2 separate regions of the Arachis hypogaea genome follow, and region 2 is linked to region 1. A link is a contact called in public Hi-C data. All regions are on one chromosome and are shown on one strand. Each heading gives the region's core, a stretch centred on a gene start, on an enhancer-like site or on the middle of the called end of the contact. The rest is flanking DNA. Distances are from core to core; before and after follow the strand shown. Region 1 has its middle 13 kb from the start of LOC112696970. Region 2 holds the start of LOC112696971 (purine permease 21).

What was found. A called contact is a pair of places that touch in the nucleus more often than the background predicts.
Region 2: a Hi-C map of an unstated tissue shows a contact between it and region 1, with 4 times the contacts expected there. The contact joins the promoter of LOC112696971 here to the enhancer-like site in region 1. A contact is called at or near these places in 3 of 8 Hi-C or Micro-C datasets (leaf and an unstated tissue).

Annotation. Positions count from the first base shown.
Region 1 is chr6:93,337,421-93,342,940 of arahy.Tifrunner.gnm2.J5K5, reverse strand. No RefSeq gene overlaps it. Among protein-coding and RNA genes, the nearest start is that of LOC112696970, 13 kb to the right of the region's middle. Within about 2 kb of position 2,345, at least 3 of the 3 cell types and tissues checked have open chromatin away from gene starts, as enhancers often do.
Region 2 is chr6:93,437,861-93,442,887 of arahy.Tifrunner.gnm2.J5K5, reverse strand. LOC112696971 (purine permease 21) reads right to left here and starts at 3,133. Exons shown (of 5, transcript XM_029287619.2): 1 at 2,907-3,133; 2 at 1-696. The coding sequence starts at 687.

The sequences.
Region 1 (5,520 bases), core at 1,096-3,595:
GATATCATTAACAACTTAACTTAGTCATTAATCTCTATCAAAAGTCAGACAAACAAAACTGCTTTCATGTAATGTCGAAAATGGATCCTTTTAATTATTAAAAAAAATTAAAAAATATAAAATATGATCTCTGATCTTTTATTATTTTTTTATATTTACTTTTAGTTTCACTTACAAAATTAACAATAAAAAATTATACTTTATTCTTTTAATTATTAAAAAAAAATTAAAAGAATTTATTTCCAGTGCATGTGACCACCTGTTTTGTCCTCTTGGTATCTGCATTTTCTAAAACTTTCATATCCTTCCAGCACCACATGTCAATCTACTAAGAAGAACACCTAATGTCCATAGGTATAGATATTTTTCACCCTCTATACCTTAAGACTTTTTCTCTTTTATTTAATTATTTCTTTGAATGAAATCTCTCTTTAAAGAGAAGAGCACGAATATTTTGATTAGAGAGCATGTGTAAAGAAAAGCCTGTGGGGGAACGGAAATTTCATTTTTGTATGCAGCTTTGGGAGTTGTGACTTCGCTTGTCAACAGGCACACATTTCAATAAATAATTATGTTACAAGAAAAAATTTAAAAAAGTTTGTTAACAATATTCTAAATAAAAAGGAAATTTTATTTAATATTTTTATTAAGTACCTTAAAAAATATTTGTTAGCTAATTCTAATAAAAAATTAAAAAATAATTATTTTCATAGCTTGAATGCCTCAGCACAAAGTTGTTTATAGCATACAACGAACAATTATAAAAATGAATGTTCATAATTATTTTACTGCATTGATGCTGTTATTAAGTATGATTTTTTATTATATAGTATTTTTATATGTAAAGTTGTAAACCACAAAAAATGTCATCTAATTATTAAATCATTGAAAAAAATTATTTTCTAAATGTATTTACAATAAAAATATTTTTAAAATATATACAACAATAAAGTTATGAAAAAAATAATTTTTTATAAATAACAATTTTTTTTGTATTTGACAAATTATTTATATATTTAATTTAAGATTTTATAAGAATATTTGAAAAATTTATTTAGAATGTGCATGTAAAAAATAAACCAAAATTTGATCTCTTCATTTTTTTCATTTCTTCAAAATATTTTTTGTCATTTAAAAAAATCGCTAAAATATATCTACTTATTGAAAAATAATTAAATTTTATAAATAAAAATATCCTATTTTTAATCATTATTGTAAAAAATCGCCTTAAAAACTGATATCTAAAACCCTCTTTATGAATATATATATAGTTAAAGGTTGAGTACTCTTGTTATGTTTTAAAATATTTTAATGGTATTTTCGTGTTATCAAATTTCACAGATATTTTTGTTAGCAATTTGATAATTTAAGGTCATTTTCGGTGGTTTATTTTTTTTAATTATCTAAGGGTAAACTGTCAAAATCAATGACGAAAATAACAAAAAAATATTAACAACAAAGAAATTTTTAAAAAATTTAAAAATATGACATAATAATTAGTTATTAAATATATATTTTTGAAAGAGTTTAGAAATCAAATTTTAATACAATTTTTTTAAGCATTATTAAAAAATAAGATATTTTCATCCCTTAAATTTAGTGATTTTATACTAAATAAATTTTTTATTTTTTTATTGTGAATGACTAAAATTTAAAAAATGAAAAATTTTTCTATAGATTAACTTTTATTTTGATATTTTGTTTGCACATTCTAAATAATAATCTAAATATTTTCACAAAAATCGAATTAAATACATAAGTTATTTGTTAAATATAAAAGTTATTTGTCTTTTATAAAATAATATAACATTTTTTAATTATTTTATCACATTTTTAAATTTTTTAAAAAATTATTTACCGTTCATATCTTTAAAATTGATTTTGATCAATGATATAAATTTTCAGATATTATTTTAGTACTTTACTTTTTATTTAAATAGGGTATAATGAACAAATACATTTGACAATAAACTTTTGGTATTATTTTATTTGTTTTTTTTAATTCAGAGTGTGTATAATAAAAAAAGATACACTTAAAAATATCAAAGGAAAATTAAAGATGCACTTATTTCTTCCGATGGTAAGTAAAATGCACTTGCTTTAAGGCAGATACATCATTCACCAAACTAGCAGCTCATGTGCTGGATTTTTCCTTTTTTTTTATGTATTTTTCTTGGACATGTTCTTTCTCTTTTTCCTTTTTTTTTTTTTGGTTTTTGGTCTTGACATGTTCTGTCTCTCTGTTTTCCATTTGTCCGAGCTTTTCAATTGGGCTTATACTGCACTCAGGCACACTTAACATAGGTTTTTAACCCAATACAGTTTTGATGGGTGCCTCAGTTGTGTGCTGGCTTTCTCATTTTTTTTTTAATATTTGGTGCTTTTGTACAGGAAGTCGATATAGGCCTCTTTGCATTGGTCCACAACAGGTTCTGTAGTCATGGTATTTTTGTTTTTGCATGAAATCTATACCATTCCAATTGAAGTCCAAAAATAAGATAATTAAGATCATAGACTAGCTAACCAATTTGGGTTGGCTGACAACTTACTCTTTCGTTTAAACAAATATTAGAGGTACGAATTTCATCTCGTGCAACTTATTGGTTTAGTGACAAATTCTTAAATGAAACTCAAATCTGCGACGAATTAGTTCTTAACTTAATTAGCATGGTTTTGAAAACCGAATCAACAATTGAATCGGTAAAGTTAGAAGTTTAAAATTTTAAAAATTCAACCGAGATTCAATCAAAATTGAACCGAATATAATAAAATAATATTTTTATGTATAAAATATATAATATTTTTAGAACAAAATAATTTTATATCTTATTATTTTAAATAGATTAACCGTTTAAAAACTGCATTAGTTTTTTTAATTCTTTGGCCGAATTATTGCCAACTAATTTTTGCTTGAATTTAATCAGTCTGATAACAAATTTCTAATTAATCCGGTTAAACTGATCGATTCGATCTGTCAAAACCATGATAACTAATAAAAAGGTATGATATATACTTAGCAATAATCTCAAAACAAATTTTGTTGTCTTCATTTTCTTTTATTTTTTCAACGAGAAAATTGTCATTGTATAATTTATCTTCCAATATATATATAACTACTTGCTTTAACTTGTATGCGTATCAGAAATCAAATAATGTTAAATAAGATGCCATCAATAAATAAATCTTTTATGTTTTCTAAGATTGTAAATTATTTTTTAGATCCAAATAAATAGAATGGTCAGAAATAATTTTTAATCTATTACTACTATCATTTTTATGTTGTTGTAGCATCAAATTTCTAGATGCATATAATAAACATGAAATACTTGTTAATTAAACCGAAATTTCTTAGCCTAAAATTTGTTATCCGGTTTGGTCATATATATATATATATATATATATATATATATATATATATATATATAAAGTTATTTTTAATTGTAGGGTTAATTATTGCAGAAACAAAGGATATCAGTATATACTTTTTGAGACTTAACAATATATCTTTTTTATTATAACTAAAGATCGTTAAATGATTTATGAAAACTGATAACTACTGATTAATTGTCTAAATTACTAAATAATTTTCTTATTCTTATACGAGTTGCATATGAGCTTGTTTGTTAGTTCTAACATATGAAAGGGCCAATAAAAAATTGATATCAAACACAGCATACCTCAGCTTACTCTAAAACATAGTTTGGAAAAGAAAGGGGTTGAAAACTTTTTAAATTGCATACCCACAACCATCTTTGCCAACTCAATCTAGATCATATAAATTATTTAATATGAATCTCAACGGTGATGAAAACTGAAAAATTAATGTTCCATGGTACAATGTTATACCAGGAAATTTTGTTATGTACTACAAGAAAAACGGGATTTAGCAGCGATTTTAATAGAAATTAGCGGCAGTTTTAAATCGCCGCAAAACGAGTTACTAGCACTTCGAGAAACGTTGCAGAATGGAGCGTGGAGATTTGATTTTGTGGCTGTTTCACTAAACCATTGACACAACCGCAGCGAAATCCCTCAAATAGCGTCGGTTGATTTAGCTTGGCCAATATTGAATTTGACGGTATTTTTCGGCGGTTTTGAACCGCTGCTATTTGTTAACCATTGTATCTTTTAAATTTATTTTGCAGCGGTTTAAAACTGCCGCTATCTAATATTCAATAGTTTTAAATTTATTTCCGACCATTTTGTAACCGCTGCTATTTGTCCAGCTAAATGGTTGCAAAAATACTGTATTTTGTACCGGCAATCAACGCTTTTTTAATTTGAATGTGTTAGATATTTTTTTTTCGAATTTTTCCTGATATTAGAAATCTTAATTATTTTGTAACTGACAAAATAAATTGATGGGTAAACGACATTTGCAAAGCTGATAAAAATACTCATATATTTATCCAAATATCAATAAAGTGTATTTCTTACTAAGAGTTGCATAGTCAACAATAAAAAAAGTGTATATTTAACTAAAAAATTAATTTCAAATCCTAAGTTCTACTTTCTATTCTGTCCCTGTAGTGAATTCATCCATGCTAAAATAAATGATAAAGACTTCAATTGAGTATGGACTACACATGATTGACTTATTATTTTGTACATCTTGTGAGGTTGTAATTATCTTCACCTAACTCTTAAGTTATTAATTATCCAAAACCCAACAATGATGAGAATCTTATGCAATTGACAACTTTCTCATCAAGGAATAATGGTTATCAGAGAACTAATATGATCTATAACAGGGCAGAGGAGAAGATTGAGGACGACGACACTGGGACTGTTGGAAAGCCACGCGACGACACTGGAACATGCACGGTGGAGGGACTAACAACAGACGTGCCTCTCCACCTTTCTTTCGATCGCAGGAGATATGCGGCAGCTTGAGCATCCGTGACGAGGAATAATGATGTAGCGGCTGCAGCTGATGAACGGAATGTATACTGCATGTATACTACGGGAGGGAATTTTGAACCGAGTGATTCGTGCCTTTGTCCCCTTTTGAGTTCGTGCGTAAACAAAAAATATTGAATCTGGCTTTCTCCAATTTTATTTTTTTTTTGTCAATTGGAGCTTTATGTAATTTGGAGCCGTTGAGACACAAAATTACAACTATTTTGATTGGTCTTTGATAGAAATAAAATTCGCTATAAAAACCACAATTTCTTCATCAACTTGCGGCGATTTTACGAGACACAGACAATTTTCCGTTGCTAAATACCGTTGCTCTTGTAGTGATGGTATATACTGTATAGACACGTTGTATATGTTAACTAATAATATTTAATGCTGTGATCAAACCTTGGTGTTATTGGGAAGTTAATCATATTAAACAATATTCATATGTTATATTTGTATGTTAGTACGGAATGAATCTGCATTCACACACAAATATTTTTCACTGACAAATCACATGAATCCATTTCTAGAATAATCAAATAAAATACTTAGTATGCTCAATATTAAAATATTTTCGCTACGTAACCAATAAGACTTTACCAATTTTTATCGACT
Region 2 (5,027 bases), core at 1,884-4,383, 99 kb before region 1:
GGGCTCCCTAGGAACCGGCGATAGATATGGGAGCCGCATCCAAGCCCAACCGAGAAGAAGTGTTAGTGGGCCATCTATGCCTTTACAGTCAACTCGAGATGCCCGGCATAATGCCCTATAGAGGTGTGCTAGGCATGCAGATCCCCAACTGTATTGTATAATACTACCAAATTCACGTAGCAATGGAAGAAACTTCCAGTGCACACCTGCTGCACCTGATTTATCCCCAAACAAGATCGTCCCGATAAGCAACATAATGTGGCATTTGACATACCTCTGTATACCAACTTCATCAGTCAAGGGTAAATTTTCTTTAAGGTCCCGAAGCCAACTCAATTTAATGCAACTGCCTCTACACTCCGACTTACGCGGTGCAACTCCGAATTGATGCAAACACTCAGCCTCCAACGCTTCGAAACTACTCAATGTCATCCCTGTAACTGGAAGTCCGTCCGTTGGAAGACCAAGTATTAGAGCAACGTCTTCAAGAGTGACGGCACATTCACCAATGGGAAGGTGAAACGTATGTGTGTCGGGGTGCCACCTCTCGATTAAAGCATTCACCAATGCCTTTTGACATTGGACTACCCCAATCTGTGATGCATGGTAAAAGCCAGTAAGTCGTAGCTGCTCCTCTACCCTATCATTGTACCGATCCGGAGGAACAGGATGCTCACATGTCAACATTCTTAACTTCTGCAAAGTTCATAACAAAGTATTACTCAACTTCTTAACACTTACTAGGTTACTACTAAAATAAAAATATTTTATACCACAACAACTATTGATAATAATGATAACTAATACATAAATACCTAATCAAATCTCTCCACAGTAACACATTTATCTTGAATAATATGTAATAATACCCACTAACCACCTACTACTGCATATACCATTAGTTAACTAAAGATATTTCACTGAATTATAAAAAACATTTATAACAATTACTTTATGCCTAAATTCTTTTTGGAACATCATTCATACTAATTAATTAATAGTTTCCCAAACTAAGACTAACTCACAACAACAAGAACATTTACCTTCATTCATTACAATATACCTACTTAATAATTTAAATAGAATTATAAAAATTAAATTAAACCTATTTTCAAAATTAAATTAAACCGTTGGGGCTCCAATTTTTTTTTAATTTCCTTATATTTATATTTAAACATAAACATAACTATAAAAATTAAATTAAACCTATTCTCAATATTAGTTACAATTATAACCGTTGGGGGTCCAATTTTTTTAATTTCCTTATATTTATATTTAAACATAAACATAACTATAATAATAATACAAAACATTCAAAATTCACATTCTAAAATTTCCGTGCTCTCTATAAAAAACGTCCCAAACTTACTAAATAATAACAATAATTTCACTAACAATAATACTTATATTCTAAAAATTAATTCCAAAAATTCTATAAATCTTAAAAAATACATATAAATCCTAAAAAATAGTAATAATCATTCTATCCTATGGATATTTCTAATTTGCACTTCTAATAACAACAATCATAACAAATAAATATTTTACATTAATACTTTTAAATAAAAAAATTTAAAAACCTTAAAAAAAAACTTACATAATCAGAGTGACTGAGATAATGCATGATATGAAGCTCAGGTCGATCAACATCTCTAGTTTTATTTTTTTTGGGCATTCTTTCATGTATTGAAACATGCAGAAATGAGAGGAGGAAGATGAATAACAATGGGGGCTTCAGGTTTGAAAACGAAAGCTGGGAGAGTGATGTCTCGGAGGGTGAGAGAAGTTAATGCATGAGTGAGGGAGCTGTTATAAGGGCACCGAATTGGGGTGGCTCCTGCTACGCGACACGTGTCTTCGGTGGTGGCAATCGCACGGTCAGATTTGCTGGACGGAACTCGCACGGTGAGATTTGCTTAGTGGAACTCGCACGGTGCGAGTTGGGTGGTCACTGACACCACACTCTCGTCATTCCCCTCCCTCCCCCATAACGGCGTCTGTTAGAAGTTCCGGTACCATATTGAAATTAAAAAGCCACCAATATCTACTACCAAAAAACTATGTATGATCGCCTCCAAACTCTATCTCTATCACCAAATCTAAAACCCCAAATAGTCAAATACTATTAATTACTGTTGTCTCCCAGTTTATATTGATATATCATTTTTATGTATACTTTTTAATTTAGTTATGAATGATACGTTATATAAGTAGATTAATAAAAAGGGTCTTGTATAAACACTGTAAAAATAAAAATTATTTCAAAAGAATTATTTAAAAAAAAGTTTTCTTATATATTATTTTTAATATTTTGAATACATAAAGAATTTTAAAAAAATTATTATTATCTTTTTAATAAATTTCCTTAAAATACTTTTACCTAAATCTTAAAAAAAATAATTAAAAAACGGGAGAAAATAATATCAAAATATATAGTGTAGACACCAAAAAAAAAAAAAATCATATAGTGTGATGATGACATAATTAAAGACTGATTTTTACATTCCAGGATAGTGTCTTTTCTTGCTAGCTATATTATATGGACTCTGCTGGCTTCTTGTTTACATCTAGCACAACAACGTCCAAATTTTAATTACTTCCTCGTAAGCTTCGAATAATTTAATTCATGAACATGCAACACGATTAGATTATTAATTGGTTTATGCATATAAGGGTAGAATTATAGATGATGAGATTATAACTGGCCTATGCTATAATCTTGATATTGATAAAATTGAATATGCTCAAACTTGAATGAAAATGATCACAAAAGAACAAACCGTATAGGAAGCTGGCCTTATGCCTTAATATGCACTTGAAATTTTGTGAAGTTAAATATCATAATAATAGAAGTGGCTTTGATTAGTGATCCAAAAGAGAGAAAATGAGAGTTTAATTTGACTTACCCACAATTGGAAGCTGCTGCAGCTCTTGAGGTTGTTGCATGGTGAAATTATGGTAACAAAAGAAGCTTAAAAGGAAACACAGAAGAGAGAGAGAGAGAGAGGAAAGAGGAAAGAGGGGGCAGCGAGTAGATACAGATATATACTTTCTGATACGAAGATAGGCCAAAAAGAATATATAAAGATCATAGATGAAATTCTAATCACAAAATACTTGAAACCGACTTCTTACTCTCACATTAGTTTGAGAGTATCGTAATATATTTTAATGGAAAAGTTTAGGAACAACAATTTTATTAAATTTTGATTAGTATATAACCAGAAAAAAAATAAATTATTAGATGAAATTTTACACTAATTTTATATTATTAAAAATTTAAATTCATTATTAATGATTATTTGATGATTACAAATTACAAAAATTGTTAACCTCCTAACATTTCTCTATTTTAATATCTTTTTGCTTTAAAATAATATATTAATATATGTATTAACCAAATATTTAAACAAATAAAGATCGAATATAAATCTTTTAAAATGAATATTTATTTATAGAGTAAATAATTATGTGTGATTATAAACAATTTGGATATTCATAAATTTATTCAAACAAATAGGATAAAGTACTAAAATTAAAATATAATATTAATAAATTTAACTATAAAAGAATTAAAACTTATAATTATAAAAAATGAGATTTTATTAACAAAATTATTAAAATTTTAAAAATATATTAAAAAAATTTAAATTATTCTTCTGCTACTCTAACTCTCTCAAACTCTAATTCTACTTTATCTCTAAGGTTCACTTTACATTACTATTACAGCTTCATTCTCTTCAATCCAAAACCTAAGATCCTTCCTCTTTCACCCAAAATCCATCCTTAACTTTTCTCTCTCCATCACCACTTTCCCTTCTCTCTCCTCCTCAAACTTACCCGCCTCTGCCACTCTGCCAATGCCTTCTCCCTTAGCTTAGTGACCAGAATGATAGTGATGGGTTTACCAACACCATCGATGTACTCGCGTCAATGACACACTTAAAGCAGGTCTAGCTTCAGAAGAATCAGTTTACCAGTCTTATTCTGGATTTGTCAAACTGCATTGATTTATTCGATATGTAGCTTTGCGATAACTAGTTAATCGGTTTTATACTTGTTGTGCTGACCACAATGTCTAATTTGAAGAACGTTTCTTTATGTAGTACTTTGCTTTCGCTTGGTTGGATTGTAAGTATATCTATTATTACTGTGTTTTTTGCTGCAGTTATTTTGTTTGTGTTTCACAAGTGTTATGTTAAGAATAGACACAAGAAATTTGAAAGGATAAATAATCTTAAAACAGAAAAAAAAGAGATTAAGACTGAAATTGTATGTGTTTTTAGTTCCAATGAATTTATGAGAGCAAGGGGAACAACAAGAAGTGAGTTGCAAAGCCAGGGAAGCAAACAAAACGGACAGCTCCCTGTTTCTCGATTAGAGAATGGAGATGAGATAGGATTAGAGTTTGAGGGTGATTAGATTTAGAGTAGAAGGATAATTTAAAATTTTTTGATAGATTTTAGAATTTGGATAGTTTTATCTATGAAACTTTATCTTTCATAGTTACAAATTAATTAGTTTTATTTTTTTATGGTTAAATTGTCAGTATTACAATATTTCATAGTCAATTTTAATACTTTACTTAAAAATAAAACTAATGTATTTATGAAAATAAACTCAAGTCGACAAAACCACATAAATTCTAAGAAATTATTCAAAAATTTCAAATTATCTATCCTACCTGATTCAAATTTTAACTATCATCTAATTTTAATCTACCCCAATCTCTAATCCTTCACCGTCACCATTTGACAATTTCTCTTCTTTCTTTTCTACATCACACCCACCTTCTCTTTATACATATTTGTACATGTGTTCTAGCCTCCTCAAACAACAAATCAACTCAACACTCTCCCCAAACTTTGACTCTTCTTTTATTCTCATCTTAAATTTTATCACTGTAATAATATCTATTTCCACACCACTTGAATTTAATCATGTGGACCCAACCTCAATATCTGCCCTCAAACGTAACCTGCCATCAGAAATCTTAGAATAAATAAATAAATAAAAAAAATTGAAGA